Linked DNA regions of Hordeum vulgare: region 1 is linked to region 2. A link is a contact called in public Hi-C data. All regions are on one chromosome and are shown on one strand. Each heading gives the region's core, a stretch centred on a gene start, on an enhancer-like site or on the middle of the called end of the contact. The rest is flanking DNA. Distances are from core to core; before and after follow the strand shown.

The links. Hi-C and Micro-C count contacts between places; a contact is called where the count stands out from the background.
Region 1: a contact with region 2 is called in a Hi-C map of leaf, with 5 times the contacts expected there. The contact joins the promoter of LOC123412470 here to the promoter of LOC123409843 in region 2. A contact is called at or near these places in 4 of 6 Hi-C or Micro-C datasets (all in leaf).

The regions. Positions count from the first base shown.
Region 1 is chr7H:576,063,647-576,067,208 of MorexV3_pseudomolecules_assembly, reverse strand. It overlaps LOC123412470 (IAA-amino acid hydrolase ILR1-like 6), which reads right to left and starts at 2,287. Exons shown (of 3, transcript XM_045105417.1): 1 at 1,622-2,287; 2 at 894-1,019. The coding sequence starts at 2,101.
Region 2 is chr7H:575,689,667-575,693,161 of MorexV3_pseudomolecules_assembly, reverse strand. LOC123409843 (probable calcium-binding protein CML29) reads right to left here and starts at 2,167. Exons shown (of 1, transcript XM_045102714.1): 1 at 1,242-2,167. The coding sequence starts at 1,944. The coding sequence ends at 1,438.

The sequences.
Region 1 (3,562 bases), core at 1,038-3,537, 370 kb before region 2:
TGGAAATACAATAGATTATAAAAACTAGATTATATAATCTGGGTGGTTTCAAACAGGGCTTTATCTATCTAGTTTTATAATCTATACCATAAGCTGTCCTGTTTGAAGACACAATAAATTATAAAAACTGAATTATATAATCTGGATGGTTCAAAACATAGCCTTAGTAACGGTGCGAGTATAACTTTGGTAATACATAATGAGCAGGCATTCCGTCAAACACGGGGCATCCGATCCACTAATGAAAGCAGTGAACCAAACTGAAGGAATGTTGCACCACCAGCATCGCATTACATCGGGAGGACCAAGTTAATTAAGCAGAACAAATTCTGTCCTCGGCGAGCATATATCCGCACCAACCATGGCGACTTTTGCCAGACTAGACGGCGGCGATCACGTCTTAAACGGCTGCAAATCCTATCTTAATTATCCCGGACGTCTAATCGGTAGCGAGGAGAGGACACACGTGAAGAGGAAGTTTTGAGTAAAGCAGTTAAATGTTCGTCCCGGACGTCTTAAACGCTTTAGCACTTTACGCCGGCCGGCCGGCCGCGCGCGTGCCGAGCTCACGACGGTCTTATGATAAGCATGATTCTCAGCTAAAGCCTGCACCTTTCCATCTGGTCTCCCAAACCAAATCGACTACGCGCGTACGCCCAAACCGCACCGCAGATCACATCGGCACAGCTAGCATGGGTATGGCGGAGAGACATGTCCAGAGTCCCTTGCACGGCAATGGTGGCGTGCGGGCAGACGGCTAGCCACGGACAGCTATTGAGACGACGGACATCCACTCGATCGGCTCGAAAATGAAGTCCGGCGACCGGCGTGCTAGGTGCTAGCTAGCAGCCACTGGCTGATGGGAAATGAGTTGATGGATTATGGATAATTACCTTGAGGTGGCGCTCGCGGGCCTTGAGGATGCTGGCGGCGCCGAGCAGCATGGCGACGTGCGCGTCGTGGCCGCACGCGTGCATCTTCCCGGGGTTCTTGCTCTTGTGCTCCCACTCCACCGCCTCCTGCAACCCAACAACGTTAACCACCACAAACCCAACGTGTCATACCATACGATACGATGCAACTCCTGTTGGAGTCGAACGAGAACGAGAGAGAGAGAGACAGAGACAAAAGGCGATGAAAAGCAGGAGAAAAGTCTGTGGCTTTTTGGCGTGAAAAAATCTGCCCGTTCCGGGCGCACACGGAGATGGGGGCTTGGCATGGCAACCGGGATCCGCTCGTCCTGGGTCTCGCCAACGGCGGGTGCCATTTCGGGCACCTGAACGAGGAGAAAAACTGAAAACAAACTGCGATCTTTAACCCAGTGGCCACAAGCTACCTGCCTCTCCAAAATTCAAACAGATGAATCCTTTGTGCTATATATGAACCACCAAGGTAATTCACAGGGCACGAGAACTGAAAAGAGGACGCAAAATTCGATACATGAATCTATGATAAGAAGCTGCGTGGTGGCTGAAACTGAGAGGCAGCTGGGGTCGATCGATCGTCATGGGCAGGAGCTACCGCAAAGGTCAAAGGCGCACGTGCGCAAGAACACGTGTTCCTTCATCACGTTGTAGTAGGAGAGCAGTAGAGCGGTTAGCACTACTACGTACGCACGTACCTGGATGGGCAGCGCGTCCATGTCGGCCCGGAGCGCGACGACGGGCGGGCGGCCGGTGCCGATGGTGGCGACGATGCCGGTGCGCGCGAGCGGGTACCGGAACCCCACGCCCATGCCGTCCAGCTCGTCGCGGACCAGCCGGCTCGTCTCCACCTCCTCGTACGCCAGCTCCGGCCGCTCGTGGATCCGCCGCCGCACGCGCCGCAGCCACGCCGCCATCTCCGGCCGCCCCGCCAGCCCCGCGATCTCCTCCTTCCACCCGCGCCTCCCGTCGCCAACCACGGCCGCGACGTCCACGTCGCAGCCGGGCCCGCCCCGCCCGCTGGCGTTCGCGCCCTTGCCCAGCCTCGCCGCCGCGCCCAGAACCACGCCGTCCTCCAGGAACGCCGCCCGCGAGGACGAGCCCGCCGACGCCACCACCACCACCACGACCAGCAGCAGCATGAAAACCACCGAGCTCCGCGCGTGCCCGCTCTCCATCAATGGCGATGGCGCTGCTCTGCTCTGCGTGCGTGCGTCTGTCCGCCGGGCGCAGGGTCGGATAGCTACACCACAACCAGGACGCAACTACGCATGGTGGGCAACGAACGCACACTGGAGGGGGAGGATTAAATTAAGCCACCTGTGACGGCAAAGGGCAAGCAAAAATATCTTTCCGTTCCGACCCAATTCCCCCCGTGCTCGTATACAAGCCGCTCGCTCACATTATTTCTGCCGCGTGGGGCCCGGCCGACAGCGACGCTTCGGTGGCCGCTGACGGCTCCCCCTCTGCTGCTGCTCCTTGCTAGATTGTGTAGGCGCTCAATGTTGCTATCTGCATCCGTGTAAAGAAAAAAGGTAGAGTATTTTTTTTTGCTTTCAGCATCAGCATCAGCATCAACTTGCTAAAGAAGCGATTATGTTGGCATGATGGTGCTCTTCTCCTTTCAGTTTTCTATCGGACCAGCGCAAGGTGACAGTACGCATAGCATGAGATAAGTATGACCCTTGCATCGCATATGATACTCCGGTGCAGTACACATGCGCGGCTGCTAGTGTAAACGCTCGCTTTTTCGGTTTGCTGGGATTAATCTATCTAATCTCTGCAACTGCAACGCTTTCTTTCGGGTCATTGTTTTTTCTCTGATGATTGGTTTCTTGTTTGATTCAAACTACTACTTCTACTAGAGAATTTGCATGCACGTCTTCTAAACCGTGACGAAGGGAGTACTGGTAGTATATCTGTATATATCTGTTGGCTGGAAGCCCGGAGGAATTCAATTCGGTGGGCAGGTGGGAGGAGGAGTGGAGCGGTGCGGTGCGGAAACAGCGAGATCACCAGCCATGCATCGCGCGGCGTTAATCCGGGGTGGGGGCGATGGCTAGCTCACGCTGGACGCATGTATTTATTTGGGGGTCATGGATGGATGGATGGACAGCTTTTGTATCACAGTACGTATGTAGATCTTGGCACCTAGCAGTGATATGGTTCGCTTGATCTCTACGTTTTGCTTCCGCATTTGGGTGTTGGTCATTTCTGGCAGCGTTTCGGGCGGCTGTACAACGTGACGCTAAATGGAAACTTGCTCCCATGATTTCATCTAAATATAATAGTACACTGATGGAGGCTGTGATCTTGCTTTCCTAATGATTTGCATGTGCATCTATATTACCACTAATGGCGCATTAACACCTTTCCTTTTCGTCTTTAATTTGCACGGCTGGTTGTAATCACGTTTTCCTTGGGTGGTACTGGTTAGGCCTCTTCCGATGCTCCACCAAGAAGAAATAATGTAGGGTGTTGAGAATGTTACGGAGGCGAAAAATCTAATGTGGTAAGATAATTAAGAGAAAAAAGATGAGGATGGTAACCGAGGAAGAGACAATGTCAAGCGCGTGAACATAGGCAAATCACTTAAATAAATAAAAAACCCATCAATGCATGACGAATTTTATGTTGTT
Region 2 (3,495 bases), core at 918-3,417:
CATCTCAGTGAGCTGAGGTGGGACTAAATTTTAGAATTTGTACCGGCAATGTGAAACACTAATGGACTTCACTAGGGAGCAGCGCTAGACATTAGTTTTCCCATGTGACGGCTTTCTTCCATCAATTCTTTACATGCATGCAATATTACACGAGCATGACATCAGTAAATGTTCTTTTTATTTTGCATTTAAAAAGATTTATCTTTCAAGCCGTTATCTTAATTAATGATCTGCTTTCATCATTGATTTTTTTGCGACAAGATCTTTAAAAATAGATCCCATGTCGCTATGTTTCGATAACTTTTATTTTCGTCGGTACTTGTCAGATTACTATCTCTTACTTGTCGTATTATTTGTCACATAGTTCTCACACTAAATCAACTTGATTATGAGGCTTATGAATGTTGATATACTCCATTAAAAAACTTGATTCATTGTACTTGTGCGTTCATGCGTTTACTTGCTTATTGTTAGTTCTCTAATACCCACTTTTTAGCTTCACATAACATTGCAATGCTTAACAAGTATAAAATTATTGCCCCCATAACTATGTATAATTTTTGTGACAATTATAGACCCATAAGATAACAACTATGATGACATAAATGTGACAACTAGAAACGACGAAAAAAAATCAATGAAACATGTCAACATGAGATCTTATTTTGAAGGTCTCGTCGAGACGAACCTAACAGTAAAGACGGATCTCCGATCAAATTATTAATCTGTAAGATAAATCATTTTTAAAATTTAAGAAAGCATTTAATGCAATGATGTAAGCTTCAGGTAAAAGATTGTTGCATGTGCATGAGGCTATGCGAGCCGTTGCATGCAAAAGTTATGGTGGGGCGCTTTTCTTTAAATTTTCCCAACACTAATAGAAATAGGCCGAATGAATTTGCTTCTTGAATACTGGGCCGTTTCGGCTGGCTCGTCTAGCCCAACACACGTTGTATATCAAAACAAATCATACGCAACAAACTTTTCTGACCCGAGGAAAACCCTTTGGTTTGTACTCTTCCTATTTCTATATAGGTAGAACTCGTTGGTTTGTACTTTGTAGGAATGGATTTCTATTCCTACATAAGATTGATTTTTATTCTTTACATTTCATAAGAAAAAATGTATTAGCTCAGATCTATGGAAAAAATTCCTATCGTATGAACCAAATGACATATCTTTTTTTTTCTATAAGATCGAAAATACAATTTGACTAGTGGGAGCACGTGCTCGTATACTCATTGCAAGACATCAGAAACTCTCATGTATCCATCCTTTTATGGTACTCCAGCCCGGTGCAGAAACAGTGCCCACAACTCTCCGAACGTGCTTATATGCTTATTAATCGATAATCATTACTGTACATCGCAGTAGGCAGTGCACAACTTCATGTTTATGCACGCGCTCTAGCTGGCTCAGTACGTACGCAGCTCGACCCTAGAGCAGGTCAGCCATGAGCTTGAACTCCTCGACGCTGATGGCGCCGTCGCCGTCCCCGTCCATGCACGCGATGATCTCCGCGCAGTCCTCGGCGCTGGCGGTGCCCATGAGCCCCAGCACCCTGGCGAGCTCGTCGGCGCCCAGCGCGCCGTCGGGCCCCGCGAAGGACTCCAGCGCCGGGACGGCGGCCTGCAGCAGCTCGCCGAGCGCGCCCAGGCCGAGCTCGCCGGCGTTCATCACGTCCAGGAACTCCTCCACGCAGAGCCGGCCGTCACGGTCGGCGTCGGCGCGCGCCAGCATGTCCCGCGCCTCCGCCTCCGACTTGTCGAGGCCCAGGGAGGCCAGGAGGCCCCGGAGCTCGGGGGCAGTGACGAGGCCGTCGTTGTCGGAGTCGAACGCCTGGAAAGCCTCCACGAGCCTGCTGATGTAGCTCAGCGCCTCGAAGTCCACCGTCAGCGGCTGCGGCTGCTGCTGCGCCGACGGCCGGCGGCCAGGCGTCGCCATCGCGTTGGCGAGAGCGAACTAGACCGTGAGAGACTGCTCTTGGTTGGAGCTCGGTTCGCTTGCATGGACGGCCTTAAGAAGGCGAGGACGAGTGCAGCCGAATCTGAATCTCGGCCGCTTTGTGTCGACATGGAATGGAACACTAGTGGAGGCGCATCTTGTTCTCGGCGTTGGCAATGGCAGCAGGATAAGGCTTCTGGATTCTGGTGTGATAGCGTGGACGACGATGGGTTCTAGGTGGAGTGGAGCTGGACTAGTTCGCGTTTCATTTTGGATGACCACAAACTTCTGAAAATCCCCCGAAGAATGTGTATTTGAACTTTAGGGTCTCCACACCGTGCCACCGGGCCAATTGACTAACCATTGACCCATGTGCTTGTGTTAGCATCTCTAAAAGACCCCGTAAAAAAGAATACAAAATGGATTCACAGGTCGCTACGGAGCGATTTTGCGGCACCATTTCATGCGTCAAAGATTAGATCCCGTATATAACACTGTAAAATTTGAAAAAAAAAATGTTGGCCCGAAGCAACTACTACATCATTCATCGAACTATAGCACGGTTCTTGCAAAAACTACATCAGTTCTTCATCAAACTACATTAGTTCTTCATACTACTACTAGGTAAGGGGACCTGCGGGCCGTGCAGCGTACCCAACTCAATGCTACCAGAACGACGGGTGCGGCGGCGACAACGCGGCGGAGGAGACGAAGGAGCTTACTCCTCGTCGGAGTTGGAGTCGAGGTCGATCCAGATCTTGTCCTACTCTGCCTTCAGGACGCGCAGGTCCGTCTCCTTCGACGCGCTCGCCTGCGACGCCGTGACCCCTTGCTCGAGCAAGGTCTGCTCGATCTCGAGCTCGCGTCGGTTGTGCGTGGCGTCCTCCGCCGCCTCCCTCACCGAGCGCTCCATGTTGGCGTGCATGAGGTGATCCTCTTGCCTCGGGGAAAGATAATCCTCGAGGCTGATGACCCCTCTACGCAGTTCGCCGGCGTCGTCCTCGAGCTTGACGGTGAGCGGTCCGAGCTCCTCCGCCCTTCTCTTCACCGGAGTGATGGTCCGCGAGGACGAGGCGCCGAAGGAGCCGATGCATCGAGTAGCGAGCTCGTGCTCGTACTCCTCGAGCTCCCGGCATTCGAAAGCCGGAGGCGGCCGGAGGTCATACTTCAGCCACCTCTGTGATCCCCACTTGCGTGCGGCGTCGGAGACGCGGCGGCGACGGCGCTCGGCATCATCCCCTCCATTTCTGTGGCCGTCCAGGGTCGGGACAGTCCGCTGGTGGTTTTTTTGTCTCGTCGGCGGCGAGAAATTAGGGTGGAGTGGGAGTTGAATCGCGGCGGAGGATAGGGTTCGATCCGTAAACGCGATGTAAAACCGCATATATGCCAGTTCGAGGGGTCTTTTTGCGGGACGCGGTTAAACTTTTACAGCCCGGATGCGCGATACGGGGTCTGTTCTGGCCATTAAAACGGATCGAACCCATATACTCGCCGAAATTTTATAGGTTTGATCCTTTTACGGGGTGTGCTAGAGATGCTCTTAGGACCCCG